Linked DNA regions of Mus musculus: region 1 is linked to region 2. Evidence: chromatin contacts called from public Micro-C data. All regions are on one chromosome and are shown on one strand. Each heading gives the region's core, a stretch centred on a gene start, on an enhancer-like site or on the middle of the called end of the contact. The rest is flanking DNA. Distances are from core to core; before and after follow the strand shown.

Region 1 (5,670 bases), core at 812-3,311, 180 kb before region 2:
ATTAAACAGGTAGGAATTTACTTTTCATCTTAGTATTATGAAAGAAAATGTAATCTTTGGTTTGATCCAGCAGTCAGCTTACAGTTAGAGACATCTCCAAATACTATAGCAGCAATGGAATTTCTTTTTGAAGATGTACTGAACATCTTTTATAGAGAGTGACTGTAGCAAAACTATACATTTTATATACTTACAGAATTGTTAGCAATGCTGGAGACTGGACCTAGGTCCTTCTATGTGCCAGAGATTGGATCTAGGACCTTCTACAAGGTGGGGACTGGATCCAGGGCATCTCACAAGTGTGGGCAGTATTCAGAACTTCCTAGTTGTATTTTCAGAGGCTCAGAAATGTGTATGTGTGTACAGTACCGGAGGCAGGGAATGAATTACAATGGAACCTTCCCCCAAAGTCCTCTGCTCTGTTCAGGGGAGGAAACAACAACCTCAGACCTCTGACTGTCCTGTGTTTCCAGAGTTATAAAATCCTGTCTTCACGAACATCACCCATGACGAGTTTGTGGAAGTACAGCTTGTTCAGTCAGAAACAGCTCTGCTTCCACAGTGAAGCCTCAGAGTCCAGGAAGGAAAACCAGAGGCCACAAAGATGGTGGAAGGCTTAGAGAAAGGAGGTTCTGGCAGAAAACATGGCAGATCAGACTACTAGTTCATGCCCAGAGCCCAGGCTTGCAATGAGACATGGGAGACCTGTTTCCAGGCCTCATGAATGCTGGTGAGGGTTGTCTTCACTCTCTCTCAGACTGAGAGGCAAAGCTTTCACTGGCCTAGAGTAGCAAGCTGGGAAGGAGTATCTGTAGTTAAAGTCTCCACCGCTCATGCTTCAGCTTTGCAGGTGCACGGGGAGCAAGGCTCGGGAGCACCTGGCCAGCAAGCTAATTCTTACGCTCTAGTGCTAGCAAGGCACCCTCAAAGTTTAGAAATAAAAAAGCAAGCTGAAACAGACCCACCACTCCAAGATTCGCATTAAAACAAGCTCAGCCATCACCCTCTGACAGACCCATCTGGGTGAACCCCTGGGAGGTCCTACACTTAGGGGCTATGCAGCAGAGAACCCTCCTGGGCCTAGGGACAAGAGCCGCTGACCTCTGGGTGCTGTTGCGGATGAAGCCTGAGGGACACTCCTGCATGCACTCATCGTCGTGGATAACGAAGCCATCCGAGTCACTGCTCTCAGCGTTGGGGATGTTGGCGCAGAAATCGCGATCCACACAGCGCCAGCCCTCGAACCTGTAGGTGCCAGGCGGGCAGGCAGGCACACACACGCCTTTGTAGTAGTAGTGTCTGCAGGCCACGCAGGTTGTGTTGTCGTCCGGTGTGTGGCAGCTGCCCAGGCACTCCGGGTGGCAGCACTCGTTGTTCTCGGTGCAGGCTCGCTTCCCGCACACACTTGGGCACACTGTGAGGACAGAGGGAGAGAGGGTGGTAAGGATGATGGGCTACACAGCCTCCCCTGGGTCATCCGCTGCCACCACCAGCGTGGCGTACCGGAGACTGGCTAGAAAAGCACACCTCCTCTGAAATCTGCGTAGATCTTACCGTCTGTGAATTCCACTTGGGTAAAGACACAACCCAACCCAAGTCCATTCTCTCCTTTAGACTCCTGGTTTGCTATGGGATGAGCCATTAACATTTAACACCCATGGACTCTTCAAAATGCAGTGGCCACACCCATTAAAAGGGAGCCCATGGTACTGGTGAACAGAGAGAAATACAGACAATATGGGCCTCTAGGACTATACAAGGCACTGTGCTCCTCAGCTCTCCTTCTGTATGAGAATTCCATTCTAAGACCCCAGTGGATGCCTGAACCACGCACAGAACACTGGCCTGTGCACACCCCCTTCTCCCTCATGCATACAAAGTGATGAAGAGAGGAGGCATAACAAGTACGGTGGTTTGAAGGAGAAATGTCCTACACAGGTTCATGGATGTGAACACCAGGCCGGTGGTGGTGGTCTGTTTGGGAAGGTTACAGAGCCTTTAGCAGGGAGCTGGAGGAAGTCCTTTGCTGGGGGTAGAGTTTGTTTGGGGTTTTACAGCCTGGCCCACTTCTCTATTTCCTGTGTGTGGGTGGAATGCGATCACTTTGTGTTTCCTGCCTGACAAGACTAAAGCCATTCCTTCCCCCCTCCCCCCGGCCACCACAAGGACTCTGTCCCCTCTAGGACTGTACACCAAGATAAACCTCTATCTCTGGCTCCATTTTTCTGTCAAGGTATTTTATCACAGCAACAGGAAAGTTCCAAATAAAACAGGGAACTAGTCAAAACCTCTAGGTTACTGCAGCAAATGTTAACCATACCCTTTACAAAAGCACTGCGTGACTGTGGCCTCTCTCTTCTCAAACTCCAGAAAAAGAAATCCAGGCTACGGAGGGACTACTCTTTGCCATGGGCACAGAAGTAATTATGGTCTCTAAAGAGGAACAAGCTACAATCGAAGTGCCCAGTGCTTATAGAAGGTCTTTGGTAATGCCCGCATCTGCAACGTCTCTTCACAACACAACCTTCAGATCACAAGCAAGCTGCTGGACGGTACAGGATGGTAGTACACAGGGTTTCTGTACCCAGGGGCCACCTGCTATAAGCCTTGTTAAGTTAAAGGCCAGGTCCAGTAATCACAGATCTAAAATCACACCCTGAACAGGTACTCTGCTATGCACTTCTGTAAATATGTCATGATGAACACACGCCTATGATCCTTACTTGTGAACAACATATAAAACAAACAAACAAACAAACAAACAAACAAATCTGGCTAACAGTACATGTACCCAATTGGGGGAAGGGATTGTTTGGAAATACTACAGAACTACATAAATATGTATATTTTAACTGTGATGTACCAAAGAGTCAAGATTCCATGTTTTATTAAAAAAAAAAAAAACTACTCTAAAACCAAAACTAAGCCAAATAAGCCCCAGTAACCACAGGTTAACATAAAGAACACACAAGTTCATCTGCACCCAAAACAGCCGCTTTGTCAACCCTTCATGACGTGGTCTTTCCCGGGTTCTTCCTGTGCACAGGTGTATGACTACACATACCTGAATGTTAAACCTTGGACTACGGAGAAAGCACTGGATAGACTTGGAGTGGATACCACCATACAGCAATCTCGCTACGTCTCACCGTTACAGCTGTGCCCCAGCATCAAACGCGCCCTCCATGCCCACACATTACTGTTCCATGAGTACGGCCATCTTTGTGGGCACCTCTGCACGCCACTGGGATCAGTTTTCAGAACTGACTGCACGGAGTCAGTATGTGCTCTGGAGCCTTACACCAGTCTGTCTACACAGCTCTAAGTCACATCCAAGAATTCCTGTGTCACTGCCCTTAAAAACAGTTAAATCAGCAGCATGACCCAGTAAGGAGACCGGAGTTCTCGTGACACTGCCAAATCGACATAATCTTGCATTTGACTCTAAAGTCATCCCTCCACAGAAACATCGGGGCATTTCCCCTCCCTGGTTATCTCCCCCTGTAGGAGTTTTAGGTGTTCTGCTGGGTATGCTCTTTGGCTCCAAGGCCTCCTAGCCTCCACTGTGGCTAGAGCGTGGCTGCTCTGTGTTTGAAGTTCGTTCATCCCATGGGCTATAAAGCAAAAGTTTTACTAGAGCTTCCTGGAACACTCCTTTAAAAATACAGTGTGTGTCTCCTTTTTTCTTGCTGGCTGAAACATAGAAATGATGCACAGATATTCACGCAGCCATCTCAGATGGAACATGAGGCAACATAGTGAGTTCAACTTGGCCTCTCAAGATGGCTGGTGTCTCTAGACCAGTGGTTCTCAGCCTGTGGGTCGTGATCCTCTTGAGGGGTGACATATCAGACACCATGGGTATCAGATACGTACATTATGATTCATAATAGTACCAAAGTTATAATTATGAAGTAGCAACAAAATAATTTTATGGTTGGGGTCACCACAACATAAGGAACTGTATTAAATAGTCACAGCATGAAGAAGGCTGAAACCACTGCTCTAGACTAACACTGCAGCTGCTGACCTTTGAACTTCTTCAGGTGAAGAGAAACCAACTTTTATCTATGCAACTGAACCATCCACACAGAAGACCTATCTTCAGAGCCACACACAAGTGAAGACGGAAAGCCTTCTCAGCTGGTTTATGACCTTCATTTATTATAACTAGCTTCAGGCTGTTTTTGGACACCCATTCTAGCTCAGGAACAAGCAGAAGTTAATTATCTCTGGTCACACCAAAAAACAAACAAACAAACAAACAAAAAACATAAAACAACAACAAAAACACCAAAAATCAAACCAAACAAACAAAAACCTGCAGGAGCCCCTAATATCAGAATTCAGACACTGTCTACCACAGCAATTACCTCAAAGACAGTAAAATGGAGTTCACTGATTTAACAGCCTACCATGTTTTTAGCTTCACACACTACCACTGATTCTTTTTTCACTCAAACACATCAATATATGACACAGTTGAAGATGATAGTCTGATGACTTAATTAAACATATGCACTGCACGGGTTACATCAAGGTTTGGGGTCTAAATGAGCACTGAAGTTATTTGTGTTAATTTTTTTTTTTTTAAATCTGTCAATGACAGAAGTCAACGATCTGTTGGCATTTACGTACCCACCCAGAATTTACTGGATAAACGCTGCACCTGTGTGCCAGGCAACTGGACATCCTGTACAATTGTACGGTGGCAGTCCCTGACCTCAAGGAAAGGATACCACACCAGGGAAGCAGGAAAGACCACGCACAGGGTGTTCCTAGTACTGTGGGTTCCTGGAAGGGTCTTCAGAGACAGTGAGATTGGCACTGAAAAAGGAAGGCCGATGGGGAGGGGCATCAGGACCACCCGTCACAGAGGTCCTCAGATGTAAATACAGGCTGAGATGTTGCTGGAAACAAAATGGACCAGCTCAGGGAGGTACCACAGGCACACCGATTGACGGACAGCAGGAAATCACCCTGCTTTAGGCAAGGGTTAGGTTCTCACACTAGAAAGGTCAGCATGCTGTATAGCGAAGGCATGATAACCAGAGTGGGCAGAAGGGCAGAAGAACAGCCAGAGGAGAGGAATCTGCTACTGATTACACTGTCCATCTATGGCTCACACAGATACATAAAGTTCAATGTAACTCGCTAAAGGCTCCCTGGTGCAGCTGTCCCAGCCATCCGCCAACACCATTGCTCTGTGATTCGTTAGCTCGACGTTATCAGCAGAGATTATCAATGAGGACTAGATGCCAACTTTGGAGCCCTTTACTTACTTACATAGGAAAGAAAATGATACATCACAATAGATGATGAAGTCAAATAGCTACATAGTAGTCAAAGCCCATACCATATAAAAGCAGGGGGAAATAACCTTGTACACTGTCTTGAATCAGTTACCCCCCAAATGCAAATGCTACATCTTTCCAGGATGAGAAAGAGAAATAGAAATCCTTGACAAAGGATTTGCTAAATTTGAGACATGTTGAGCCCTGTTCCAGGCCTGTGATGGGAACTTCTTCTCAACTAAGAACCATAAAGTTAAAAACACTGTCTTTACAGATAGAACGGTTCTTTTAAGGCATATACCAGATCCATGAGTCCCTTAACACTCAGTGATGCCAACTGTGAACAAATGCGCATCTGATATTCTGTGGGTGGAAG
Region 2 (5,378 bases), core at 1,523-4,022:
GCATGAACACACATGTATTCATAACACACAGAGAAAGAGAGAAAACAGGTTCACACTAACACTACAGTTAAACGGTAGGGCCAATGACCAAAGGTAACACAGCAGGTATGTGCTGTGGGAAAGAACTCTGAGATAAAGGCTTGGTTCCTTGAGTAGATCCTCGTTTGGAGCGTATTTTTACCAGAGCTTCGTACTAAACAGGTGTTTCCCAAATGTCACTGGAGGCTCCTGTTCTCGCCTTCATCTCACGTTAAGGTTTCCGGGGTATGGGGTACGCCTCTCGCAATGAGAAGAATGTAAAATAAGATGTTTTTCACTTACTGAACTTACAGGAAGAAATTACAGATCTAACAGTACCATTCTTGGGCATGGTGTCGGGGCCGCAGCAGTTCTCTTCCGGTGGGTGCACACAGCCATTTGGGAGGACACATCCATCGGTCATTCCCCACGCCCACTCTCCTGATTCATTTTAGCTTCTCTTCCACGGATGCCATTCTCGCACAGGTTGGATGAAAAGGAAGGCACACTTGACAGTATCCCAAAGGATCTGACTTATAAAAACCCAAATCCTTTTTAAAGACATTGCAAGGGAACACGGCAGTTACAAAGAATGGGGACTGTGCAGCTGGCTTCTGTGAGCTTCATCCTGGGATCAATGTCAACACACCTGAAGGGAGGTACTTTGGCAGGGCCGTTCCCACAACACAGTGGGACGAGAAACATGTCGGCTCTGCTCCTTAAGCCTCATATTTCCCCTTAATCCTATGAACGCCATTAGACAAATTCAAACTAAGGGACATAAAACCTGGCCAGTGCTCCTTAAAACTATCACCATGGCCAAGGAGGACAGAGAGCTAAAACACTGTCACAGGCTCAGAGATGGCCGAGAGGACGTAACAGCTAAAGGTAACATGGAGAGGTGTCCTGCAGGAGACCTCTGCCAGCAAAGTAGCAATGCCCTGGAGAGAGCTCAAAGGAAGACGCCGAGTTCAGCTCACTCACAGGCTGTGGTGACATAGGGTGCTGGCAGAGAAGGCAGTTACAGTGTACAGGAGAACGCTGTGCTACCAAAACACTCTTTCTGTAAGCCCCACTCTGTTCTAAAAGAAAGTCTACTTAAGAAGGCAGAGCAAGGAGGCTTGTGTGCACAGGAGAGCAGGCCTCAAGGACAGCAATGATGATGTCCTTTTTTTTTAAAAAGAAATATCATTATTCTCTCTCTGCAGTTTCCTTCTCGACACCCCCTGCGTGGACACTGACCAACTGGCAGCTCCCTCCGCAGAGCGGCAGGGAGAGGAGAGGGCAGGCCACCACTCTCAACTCTGTGATTCCGTACTGCTCGCTTTAACTCAGGAGCACGCGGCTGTATTCCTCGTAACACTCAAAGCCAATTCAAGAACAAAGATCATCCTACTGGAGGAAGAGAGCCAAGACACATTAATTTGAAAAATTACAAAACATAAATTTGTTCTTAAATAGAGCAGGACACAGCATGCTTGCTCTGCATAAAGACGTATTGTAAAGCCTGCCTTCTGGGAGCAGCAGAGATGGAGGAAGAGTTGGAGGAAGAGGAGGAGCAGCAGGGGGCTTGGTGTTCTTACTACCTTCTGTTTAAGTACTTTACCACCGTATTTTTTCAATAACCGTCATCATCAAAACGATCACGAATCTTTATAATTTATTACTTGCCTCTTCCACCTCCTTAACCCCCAAACCTCACCCAATGGAGCCAACAGGAATTTTGGAACTCTGCTTCTAAAGCCAGGATATGCGATGTTCCTTCTGCCCTAGTTTCCTGGTCATGAGGATGAGCACAAGGGATATAACTGCCCTCCAGGGTGGCCTGTCCTTCGCTCACACTGCTGGCTGGTAGCAGCATCTACGAAACATGGTCCGCTCTCAGTACCTGCACTACCACCTGTCGAAGCATCCAGAAAGGCCCATGTGATGTGTCATGTGCTCAACAGCCCCCATCCGCAGTGGCAGAGAGCACTAGGGAACAAGCCTGCCTTCTGAGTCGTCAAAGGAGGCAGCCCTTCTGGATACGGTCTAATCCTTTAACATTTCCTGATTAATCAATCAGCTGATTACAAATCCCCGGAGCCTCAACCACAGCGTGTAAAAATCTAATACAACCAACCAAAGCTGCTCTCCTTGACAGGGATACAAGAAAGGATACGCACTGTAAGCCATGCAGAGAGCGCAACAGCACAATGAAGATGAAGAATGGCTCTTCCATTGTTGCTTTTAAGATCAAGTGATTTCATTTCACTAACATTGATTTCTGCTGGGTGATTTAATTTCCCTAACACTGACTGAGCTTCTGTTTACTTGATGCGAACATCTGGGCAGCGAACACTCTCACCCACCCTGCAGAGGAGGAGCTGGCCTGTGAGGCTGTCCGGTCGGCACGGACGGGAGAACCAAGCACAGTTGGCGAAAGGGGAACCCCCAGAGTTGATCTACAGTTCTTTCTAAGGTCCTGGATCCCCTGGGACATCTCATAAAAGCTTCACCCTTTCTCCTAACATGTACAAGGCATTAATATCACACTGGAAAGGTCTGTGTGACCTTCAGGCTGTAAGCATCTGTGATGCCATTTTCCATATGAGTAAACTGACACCAGGAGTGAGAGTATCTAAGTTCTCCCACTAACCAGCAGGGGAGTGGCAAAACAAAACAACCCTGATCTCCCGACAACAGACAGAGGGACACAGGTTATCAGTGACCCACTGAAAAGGCTGTGAAGCCACCTGAGGCTTCACATCCACATGCTCCCCAGAAGTCCTTTATCCTGACACCTATCTTCGGGGATGCCAGCCTTCGAGCCTCACCTCAGGGCCATGGGGCCCCAGCCTCTCTCTCCTGAATGTGAGCGGTGATGACTACTGGAATGGGGTCGACCAGGTAAGCTAGGACTACACACTTGTTATTCTCTGCCCCAAGGGCCTGAGAATGCTGGGTGCTGAGTGAATACTGGCCAGCGGGGCTAACTGCTGTCCACACAGAGGAGCATTCTCCTCTCAACTCCTCCTTCCCAAACCCTCAGGTTTCCGCCCGTTTACACCGACAAAAATTTGAAATACTGGACTCACGGTTGGGCTCACTCACAAGCATGTGTGGATGTTTTGCTCAATTCCCAACACCACAGAAAGGGGGAGGGTAGAGAAAGGGGAGATTACAAAATAAGTAACATGGCAGTTCCTCAAAAATCTACAAGTAGAGCTACCATATGACCCCACCACATCTGGAGATACACCCCGCCCCCCAAAGCCTCAAAGCAGAAACTTGAAAAGCTATTGTTATGTCATGCTTATAGGAACATTACTGATAAGCACCAATCTGGGGAGCCACCCAAGCACCCCAAAGATAAGTGGGTAAGCATTAACTGCCATGTGTAGGAATGTGGCACAGGCCCACTGTTTACTGGAGTATCACTCCAACTCACAACAAAGCTCTCACACAAAGGGTGGGCCCTGAGAACAGTACACAGAGAAAAGTAAGACAGACACAAAAGGCAAAGACTATGACTCCACTTCTCTGAGGTGACTAAGTGCAGTCTTAGAGACACAAAGAATGGTGGCTGCCAGGACAAATGATGGACAGACAGACGGACAGAAGGAAGGAGGAACTGGTGTTACTGGAGGTTCTGTCTGAGAAACTGATAAAAGCCCTGGAGATGGGTGGGGGTATATGCAATGTACTCTAAGCTACTGGACTTTGCACTTCAAAACGACGCAACATAGATGCGACGTTGGCAGCCTGCATATTGCTTAGCACACACAAAGCCCTGGGTTCAGTTCCCAGCGCCATTTAAACAAAGTATCACTCACCTACAATCTTAAAGGGAAGTGAAAGATAATGATAAATTGTTACCATTTAAAAACCAAATTAAGTTTTAAGCCAGGCATCCTGGTCCACCGCAGAAGGAGGAGGATTAGAAGTTTGAGGCTCACTCAAGCTCTCACCTTTCTTATTCTCTAGCTCTCCTCCTCTCTTTCCCTTCCCCCCTCTCTCCACTTGGCCATGGCCGCCCTCTCTCTTTCTACCTTCTCTTTTTCTCTCTGCCTTTCTACAATAAAGCTCTAAAACCATTAAAAAAAAAAAAAGTTTGAGGCTTTCCAGTGAAGGTCTCCAAAAACTCCAAAGAAAACTCAAATGTTAATGAAACATCAAAATAAACTCACACCTGAATAGTACCTTCCCCTGTTACTCTAAAGTAAGGCTGTAGGCAGTTTTAGACTCTAGGAGTTGCCCTATCATCTAAGGAAGCCATAGCTCCAAGACTTGGATCAGCCTGAGGAGGGGAGCCCCACCAATATAACCACCGCGAACACCTCATACATACACCTCACACATACTGTCTTCCAGTCACTTTGGTGAAGTGAGTTGGGGAAGCATCTTTAGCGAGACAATGGACAACAATCCGCAGATACAGACTCTAGATAAGCCACTGTGGGGCAGGGGCTTGTAGCTGAGCTCCTGAGAAAGAAGTATCCAACTGGGTATGAAGGAACCTGTAGGCAGATGTCAACTCCACGGAAACCGCTGTACCATATCTAGAGGCCATCCTTTGGCTAGTTACACCTCATAGGGGACACAGAGGGGCCAATTCCAGGAGCGACAGAACTCAACATTGCTGGGCCTCGTCTACCAGCCAACATTTCTACAGATTTCTCAGAAATCATGTGATCACTGTTCTTAAAAGTCAATAGTTCAAATTGAAAATTAAATACAATTTTGAAACGCTAGGAACCAATATTGAGAAATCCAATGCTCTAGGCAAGAGTATGGAACGGGAGAGAAATGTTAACTACGCTCACTCTGGTTTACATTTAGCTTTGTAATTTGATTCCTCATGACATGTGGTCTTGGAAATTATTAAGATGAATTTGCAATTCTCAAATTATGTTAACAAATGGCATGCAATCACAAGCAGAGAGGCAGGACAAAAATCAAAACTACGAAAAAAGTCAGTATAGGGTCGATCTCATATTCGAAGAAACAATTCATGGAAACACCACTTCTCTTTGGTTAACAAAATTCACACTTAAATTCCTTAATCAAGAGTGATGTATCGTTATCTAACTTTAAACATCTTTAGGTTGCTTAGCTCGTGTTTAATACCTAACACAATGTAATGCTACGTAAATAGTCCTTACTCTATACAGTTCAGGAACTGACACAGAGAATGTCTGTGCTGTTCATAAAGATGTACTTTTTAAAAAGAATTATCTCAGTCTGACGTTAGTAGAATGTGCCATTGTAGAAGCAGTGGGTGCAGAGGGCTGACTGTATATGGTTCTAATAAAACGAGGTCAAACTTCTCATAAAGGATAGCAAATACCTAATGTTATTTGCTCAAATCATAGCCACCA

What was found. Hi-C and Micro-C count contacts between places; a contact is called where the count stands out from the background.
Region 1: a Micro-C map of the G1E-ER4 cell line shows a contact between it and region 2. The contact joins two enhancer-like sites. A contact is called at or near these places in 2 of 484 Hi-C or Micro-C datasets (both in the G1E-ER4 cell line), 2 of 115 datasets of contacts at active chromatin or transcription factors (cardiomyocytes and extraembryonic endoderm stem cells) and 1 of 9 other capture datasets (liver).

What each region holds. Positions count from the first base shown.
Region 1 is chr7:68,160,737-68,166,406 of GRCm38.p6, reverse strand. Igf1r (insulin-like growth factor I receptor) reads right to left here. Exons shown (of 21, transcript NM_010513.2): 3 at 1,102-1,414. Among named protein-coding and RNA genes, the nearest start is that of Gm51487, 6.3 kb to the right of the region's middle. Within about 2 kb of position 2,061, at least 42 of the 459 cell types and tissues checked have an H3K27ac peak or open chromatin away from gene starts, as enhancers often do. A contact at or near this core is called in the G1E-ER4 cell line, where this site is marked.
Region 2 is chr7:67,983,070-67,988,447 of GRCm38.p6, reverse strand. All of the region lies in intron 1 of Igf1r (insulin-like growth factor I receptor), which reads right to left. Among named protein-coding and RNA genes, the nearest start is that of Igf1r, 34 kb to the right of the region's middle. Within about 2 kb of position 2,772, at least 60 of the 459 cell types and tissues checked have an H3K27ac peak or open chromatin away from gene starts, as enhancers often do. A contact at or near this core is called in the G1E-ER4 cell line, where this site is marked.